2 separate regions of the Mus musculus genome follow, and region 1 is linked to region 2. The links are chromatin contacts, called in public Hi-C maps. All regions are on one chromosome and are shown on one strand. Each heading gives the region's core, a stretch centred on a gene start, on an enhancer-like site or on the middle of the called end of the contact. The rest is flanking DNA. Distances are from core to core; before and after follow the strand shown. Region 1 overlaps Slit3 (slit guidance ligand 3). Region 2 overlaps Slit3 (slit guidance ligand 3).

Evidence for each region. A called contact is a pair of places that touch in the nucleus more often than the background predicts.
Region 1: a Hi-C map of cerebellum shows a contact between it and region 2, with 2.6 times the contacts expected there. The contact joins two enhancer-like sites. A contact is called at or near these places in 1 of 15 datasets of contacts at CTCF or cohesin (the NIH/3T3 cell line), 3 of 484 Hi-C or Micro-C datasets (cerebellum, embryonic fibroblasts and embryonic stem cells) and 1 of 115 datasets of contacts at active chromatin or transcription factors (heart atrium).

What each region holds. Positions count from the first base shown.
Region 1 is chr11:35,405,373-35,409,262 of GRCm38.p6, reverse strand. All of the region lies in intron 4 of Slit3 (slit guidance ligand 3), which reads right to left. Among named protein-coding and RNA genes, the nearest start is that of Gm46277, 120 kb to the right of the region's middle. Within about 2 kb of position 1,457, at least 23 of the 459 cell types and tissues checked have an H3K27ac peak or open chromatin away from gene starts, as enhancers often do. A contact at or near this core is called in cerebellum and heart atrium, where this site is marked.
Region 2 is chr11:35,229,901-35,233,632 of GRCm38.p6, reverse strand. The region is part of intron 3 of Slit3 (slit guidance ligand 3); the gene reads right to left. Among named protein-coding and RNA genes, the nearest start is that of Gm33453, 5.6 kb to the right of the region's middle. Within about 2 kb of position 1,747, at least 29 of the 459 cell types and tissues checked have an H3K27ac peak or open chromatin away from gene starts, as enhancers often do. A contact at or near this core is called in cerebellum and heart atrium, where this site is marked.

The sequences.
Region 1 (3,890 bases), core at 208-2,707, 180 kb before region 2:
TCACAGGTGGCAGGAAGTGTCTCTATCTCTCTCTCTGATATCTATTCTATTTTATGTATATGATTATTTATATGTGTTTTCCCTGCATGTATATATACCTCGTGTGTGCCTGCTGCCCTAAGGGTCAGAGGAGGGCATCTGATCCCCCTAGAACTAGAGTTATGGCTGGCTTAGCCATCATGTTTGTGCTGGGAGGGAACCTGAGCAGCCAATGTCCCTAACCACTGAGCTGCCTCTCCAGTTCCTCCCGCTTCCTCTGTTTCTGTTGTTTTCTAATACTGTGGGTAGAGTTTAGAGCCTCACGAATACTAGACGAGTACTCTACTAGTTAACTAGACCCCCCCCCCACCACACACACACTTCATTTCACTTTTTATTTTTGAGAAAGGGTCTCGATAAGTTGTCCATGTTGACCTTGAACTCTGTCTGTACCAAAGGCAAGCCTTGAACTTGTCATCCTCAGGTTTCTGCCTATAAAGCCAGAGTTTGGAATTACTGGATGATGCCACCATCCCTGTCATGGGGAGGAGACTTTCAACACAAATACCAGCCAGATCACCAACACTGAGACCCTCGCCTTCTGTGTCCTTGAGCTGCCCCAACTTCAAACACCTTCCCTTACTGCCTCTCACCGACAGACTGAGGATGGCTCTTTCCACCAAAAGCAACTGTTTTCCCTCAAGCTGTGAGTCCCTTTTTTATTATGGCGGCCACCTCTCTTTGGCTGTTTCCTCCTATATGTAATGGGGTTATCCGAACGCACAGTTCACAGAACTTCCACCAATAAATCAAAAGTGGATTGAATGCTTCACAAGTGTTAAGTCAACAGCCACACAGGTACTCGTTGCTGCTAGAAGACGCAGTCTACAGTGTAAGGACTTTGAGCACACTGTCCACCGGCCTCCCGTTCCTAGCTGTTTTCGGGTTCCTACTCATGCCTCACTGGCTACTTCATAACTTGTCTCCTCCATTAACCTTTACCTCAGCAGAGGATCCTATTTCTCCCTCTCTGCTCTGGGTTCCACACCTTGGATTCTGGATTCTCTCCTGATGCACCCATCCATCCTTTAAATTAGTCAGGCTTACCTCTTCCAGAAGAGCTGGCTCCCGCAGGCCATCCCATCCCCCCCTTTTCCATTTGTGATGGTTCCCCTCCAGTATGCCTGGTGTGGAGGCCAAGGGCTTTACGGCCAACCAACTCAGGTTTGAGATCTGGCTCTGTGCCAGGTCACTGTGAAAGAGTAACTTAGCTCCAGCCTCAGCTTCTATATGTGTGAACTTTGTGGCAATCGTAATGTTTAGGGCTGGAGAGGTGCGGCAAGTCCAGGAGCATTATCCTGGTCCACAGGGGAAGCCAGGCCCTGGACAATATAATTGAGTCTTTGCACAAGCACTGAGCTCATTGCCTTCCCTACTGATTGTTGCCTGAGGCGATTCCCATCTCTGTGCTTTCCTCTACTTTCCCACATGCCTGCTTAGGGCCACACGGTGGCAGCCTATCCAAGACAGAGGAAGCTTCTGGTTGCAGAATAGAGATAAAAGTGACTTGAATACGAATATATATATATATATATATATTCACCCAGATACTTATTTTTAATTTTCCTCTTTTGGTGGTGAGTGTCGGGGATTATTCATCCTTTCCCACAGGTTCCTGTCACATGTGTGGGAGCTTCCTACCTGTACACGTTAACCAGAAGCAGAGTGAATCAGCCCAGGGCTTCACGGTGTTATCTTTGAGAAACATGGCTTATATATTTACCCCTCTTACTGGAATAGTTATCCCAACAGTCAGACTCCAGCAGGAAGCCCACTGGGTGTGGCGCCCGTGTTAAGGTGTCAGGAAGTCTGATGTCTCTAAAGTGACCATCTTGTCTGAAAACTTTACTGGGAATGAAAAATCCTTATGTCCTGGGAAACCTCCCAGTCCCAGGCAAATGTGGATGTTTGGCTTCAGGACGTAGGTGCTGCACTCCTCTAAACTTGGTGTGTGGTTCTTCCATTCTCAGCGACACAGGCACACAAAATGCTCAACGTTTGAAAGGATCACAGACAACATTCTGATTTCAAGGCATGGGGTGAACAGACTAGGCTTGCCCATCGTGCTGGATTGGTGGGGGAGAGATCGAGAACTCTGTGCCCTATCCTCAGCTCTTTCCCAGGTCTCTCTATCTCCTTGGCACGAAAGAAGGAGGGGTGTGTCTTGGGTTTCTAGACATTACCGCAAAGGGGCTCCCAGAACACAGTGACCCAGAGCAGTCTGTGAGGAAGCAGACGATCTCACTTGAAGGAAACTTTCAGCCTACTATTTACAGACAGTTAAGGTACTCTGCAGTCCACACGCTGTCTAGTTGAGGACTCTTTGGACAGAAAGCTACACAAGTACCGTGATGTCAGGTCGGAAGACAATCGCTTGGGATATCCTTAGGGCCAGTGAGAATCAAGCGAATAATGTGGAGCCAGGGCTGCCTTTCTGGAATGGGCCTCCTAAAGAAGTCAGGGATTTCTCTAGGACCCCCCCTAATGCTCTCCCCACTTCCAACTTCCAGCTGCCTGCCCTCACAGTTCACTTTAGCCTGACAACCTTTCTGCATGTCTCTTTTGTGAACAAATCCTGCTGGAGCAAACTCTTGCTTGCCAAACTAATGGACATTTACATTGCCAAAGCCCCGAGCCCAGGAGGCTGCAAGACACACCACTGCATTCAGGGGTTTTATTAGAAAGCTCTCCTGAAAACAGGAAAGCTTTGGAAAACACCGAGGAAGAATGGCCCTTTGACAAAGCCAGGGAGAGCAGGCAAATCCAGGCATGAATGAATAAGCTAAGTATGTATCTTTAAGAAATGGTCTTTTGTTGTTGTTGTTTTGGGTCTACAAAAAAAATCTAACAAAACTCTTGTTAGAGAGGGAAACTTTTAAAAAACTGCCTTTCCAAAACAAACTCCACAGGGAGTAAAAATAACTGCAAGAGAGGAAGGAACCAGCTCAAGTCACTCTTGAGCCAGACAGAATTACAAACTTGGGGGCAGCAAACTGCTCAGAGGATAGCAGCAAGGGCTTTCCAGTCTTCAGGGGACTGTGTGCACTTGTAATTAGAGAGGACACAAGACAGTGAGGGGTGACAAGTCTCAGCTAACCTCCCGCCTGTGCTCTGGTTAGAGGCATTCTGTATACGAGGCTCTGTATGCTAACCAAGCTGGGCAAACACGAGAAGAAGTAATGATAGGACAAGCAGACCTTCACTTCCGACTAAGCCTCCTAAACCCAGCTGAAATCTCCAATCTGGACTGCACTGAGTGACTGTGTGAAGCCACAGTGGAAATAGCCACACCAGAGTTTCCGTGATGGGCTGGTGTACTAAAATACTATCAAAATCCTTTCATCCTGTGTATATAAAGCATAAATGAATTATATCTTTATAGACTTAGGCCCTGACCCAAGACATCTCATGTATAGGCAAAGATTCCAAAATTTGTCCCCATTGCAAATCCCAACCTATGCCAATCTCAAGCACTCTGCACAAGGGATACTCCGTCTGAGTTTCTAAAGCATCATGAGCAAAGTATACAGAAAAGGAGAGCATTAGTTCCTGTCCCGTGGCCGCAGAAAAGTGGGAGAAACTAAGCTGAAAGCCAGCCAGTGAGAGTCTGAGCCTGATCCCTAGGCTGCCAGACACCAGAGCTGGACCCTCAATAAATTCTACACCTGTCCCAAGCTCAAATCCCCTTCTTATAAGAAATGAGAGGTCAGGTGGGGTGTGCTCCAGTGCCTGCTTCACCCAATACTCCTAGGAATAAGTACACAGCTGACACATTAGAGGCACAAGAGGCTAAGGAGAGTAGCCTGGAAATGTAAGTCTACACTGCAGACCCTTTCCATGGCCACCCTTCT
Region 2 (3,732 bases), core at 498-2,997:
ACTGAGGAGGAAAGCAGGACCTGCACCCCACTTCTCTGAAACGAAGTCCAAGCCTGCTCCTTTCCCTACATGTACTCTAAGAAAACATGACTCTGGGAAGGGAGACTTAACTACTATCTCCTCCCATTCTATAGACAAAATCTTTGGTGGAACCAGGGACTCAAAGCAGGTCAGAAAGGGCCAAGCACGAGACAGAGAAGCATCACAATGTCGCCTAATGAACGCCCTTCACAGAGCATGCACCTTAGCCCTGACAAAGTCTGTGCCATGTGGGGTGGGACCAGGGATGCTGCTGAGGAAGCTTCTGATCATAGGGAAGACGGAACAGAAAGGCTGGGAAGTAGGACAGGAAACGCTCCAACCCGCTGCCTGCCTCTACGATGGTCTGACCCCAATACTTGAGATCTTATTTCTAATTGTTAAAAAGGATGGCGAAATCATACCACATGAAATTAGCTGTCCTCTCAGTTTCTAAGCACACAGTTCGGAGGTAGGAGGCACAGTCATGTGGACTGTATTCTCCTGGCTGTAGGACGAATCTCCAGGACACTTCCGTCTCACACAATTATACTATCCATTTAACAACTCCCTGATTTTCCCTTCTAACATCCCGGGTAGACACCATTCTACATTCAGTATCCATTAGTTGCTTTCTGCTTAAATAAAAAAATAAAATCACGTTTGACATCGTGTTTGCACACTCTTATCATGAAACTGGAGGACTCAAGGCAGAGGAACCTAGTTCCCTGCTTAGAGCAGCTCCTATGTGTTCAGTGATAAGTCTCTTCATAGCATATAGAGGTCACTGGTCCCACTGAAGGCATGGTGTTAGGACTGAGGCTCATCAGTGCTGGTTTTAGGCTTGGCTGGATTATTCTCTCACTGTAGAGCTAAGGACAAGTTACTAAGCCCTTTGACCCTCTGTTTTCCAAATGCAAATGACACTACTCCTCTGGTTCCAGGAAGAACTGGCCTAGAACATGTGGAATACTGAATGTCACATGAAGGCCCTCGTGATAATGATGCTAGGGATGGCTGCTCCCAACCTCTGCTCTGCATACCAAATGCTATGTTTCCTGCGGCCCTGGCAGTCTCTCCAAGTAGAGCTTAAGGCTGGGTTGTTATTGTCCTCTTGCCTCTTACATAATAAATTCAAAGCCAAGTATCCAGGCCAGACCGAGGCCACATCATCTCTCAGGGGTGCTGTAGCAGGATCTGGTCATAGTTAGCTAGCTTCAGGTCCTGAATCAGGGCACTCAAAACCTTCACAGAATAAAAGTACCCGGGCCCATTCCCAATCTACAATTCTTCTGCTTCTTTTCATCTACAGTTGCGACTTCTTCCACCCTCTCCAGACACTGATCTGCTCTGAGCACTCTGCCTTTCCTGAAAAGGACTCTCTTGGGGACCCTTTGGACAAGAACTGAGTCCCTCTTTGGTTCTGTCTGGAGCCACCCTTGTCATCATAATTGCACAAAGTCTGGGAAGAATTCAGTTCAGACACCCAACTCTCGGTCTAGGCAAAACCCCTAGAGTCTAGCCCACTGCCTCTTATAGTAGTGGACAGAGTATTTAGTGTGCTAAAAGCCCTAGACTAGCAGCTAAAAATAAAGCCAGCCTGGCTCTGAGGCTCCCGGAAGGAAAGGAATAGTTTTCATTTCTTTGCCGGTATTTATGGCTGGACAAAAATAAAAACACAACCAAATTTAGCCAATTGTGCTTTGCCGGCTGCTTCTCAACCCCTGAATGAGGATTCCTGGCGGCCAGGCTGGGCTCTGATCCCAGTAGCCCCAGGGCCTTTCCACCGTTGACTGGTTGGTTCGCGTGCCAATTCTCCATATCAGAAGCTTAATGTTGTATTTCTAGATCACTCTAAGACTTATTCTGTTTTCCTTGGTGAAACAATTGGACAATGGTCTTCTGCTTGGCTCCCTGTGGGAGCACTAGACTGGTTTGAAAGTCAAACTTCAAGCAAGGAGGCCAGTTATCCGAGTTATTGAGTATGGAATAGAGAGAAACAAGCTGTTCTCCTGAAAGTTGCAGATGGTGGTTGGCCTTGATGCTTTGATGCCACCTGCTTTGATGTGACTCTGGCACTGGAGGTGGCCATCTCTAGCCACTGTTCGAGTTAGAATGAACAGTGGGCTGAATGTAGAGCCGAATGGACCTGGGTGAGGCCAGCAGAGATAAGGTCAGCAGGAGGCAAGGCAGGTTAAGCTAGGAGAGGGCCCATGCATGTGCCTCCTTTTCTTCTATGAGCAGAAGCACCTCTGAGCTTTGCTCTGGATCAAGGTCAAAGCCTCCTGGTTGCTGAGTTGCCCTCATAGTTTTTCGACTTCAACTGTGGAGCTTTAAGAAACACAGCTTGTCTTTGTAAAGGGGTTGTTGAAGACCATCTTGCATTTAGCCATGCGTGCAACACATGTTCAGAAGCTTTGACCACTGTTGAACTGAACCATTTCAGTGATCCACAGACCGATCCGTGTATCTGTCCATTAAACTCTCCTTCCACCCTGCCATCTCTCCAGCTCTTTTAAAATAAAAGCCTGAACGAAAAGACGAATGAGATACAATCTCTTCTTTAAGACCATGTGTGGTTGAGGAAGACAGATGTGAAGTATAAAATGACACCATGATCTTGTAAGCAGAGGTGTGACAGGGACATGGAGGAGGGGCAGCTAGGTAGTCCTAGTTTAACAGTGTCCCAAAGAAAGAGAGTCTGAGTTCCAGTTGGAAGGATAAGTGGGTCTCTTCAGAAGCCACACCCTAGGCTTAGAGTCTATGCATTCCTGTAGATGGCAGAGTCTACGGGCTGTGTTGGGGGCAGTCTTGTACTGCTTTTGTGAGGAAGTTGGGAGCAGCCTTTATGTAAGATAAGCAACAGAAAGAGTATCATCAAGAAAGCGACCATCTGGTTAGAATTTGAAGAAGTCCTCTCCGGTGGCAGTAGAGTTGAGGACCACCTATAGAGCAGTCCTCTCTGACTTGGAAGGGGGCGACACAGAAATTAAGGAGGACAGTTAAGAGGGCTCTAGAGTTATGAGTGTAGGCTTCGTTAGTAATAATTAAGCACCAATGCAGAGACAGAAACCAGGTGTAACCAGTAGGTTTGTGAGTGAAGGCCTTTATGGGATGAGGGACTGGCAGCAATGAAGGGAGTAAAAGTGGCCCTCTGAGCTCAAGCTTGGGTAATGTATCAGTCAAAGACACTAGCCATCAGTGAGCAAGGAGAAGAGAAAAGGGAAGAGCGGGGTACAGAAGGGGAGTGTGCTACTGTTCAGAACTTCTGTAGCACTGAGATCTCCCAAGTTCATCCACTTAAGCCTACTACTAACACTAAAAACACAAGTCCACCTCCATTTGAAACACTTTGCACACACTCGATTCATAGACATGCCTAGAGGCCAACACTCTTACCATCCCTGAAAAAAAAAAGACACAGTGGTTAAAGAAGGATCAGGCACTTACCATAGCAAAACAGCCAACCTGATGATGTGGGACCCAAAGCCAGATGCCTGATACTAAACCTGTAGCTAATGGGGTAGTAAGACCCTTCAATATACTTCAATGCTTAATATATAAGTCTCATCTTCCCAGACTGGGAAACATGGCTGATGTAGTCTGTGTCCTATAGATAGACATCACAGCACCAGGCTCACAAGGGACCTTTATGAGCCTGTTATGGGCGTGTTCAGTTGATGCATAAACCAAAAGTCAAGAGTGGCCACTTGT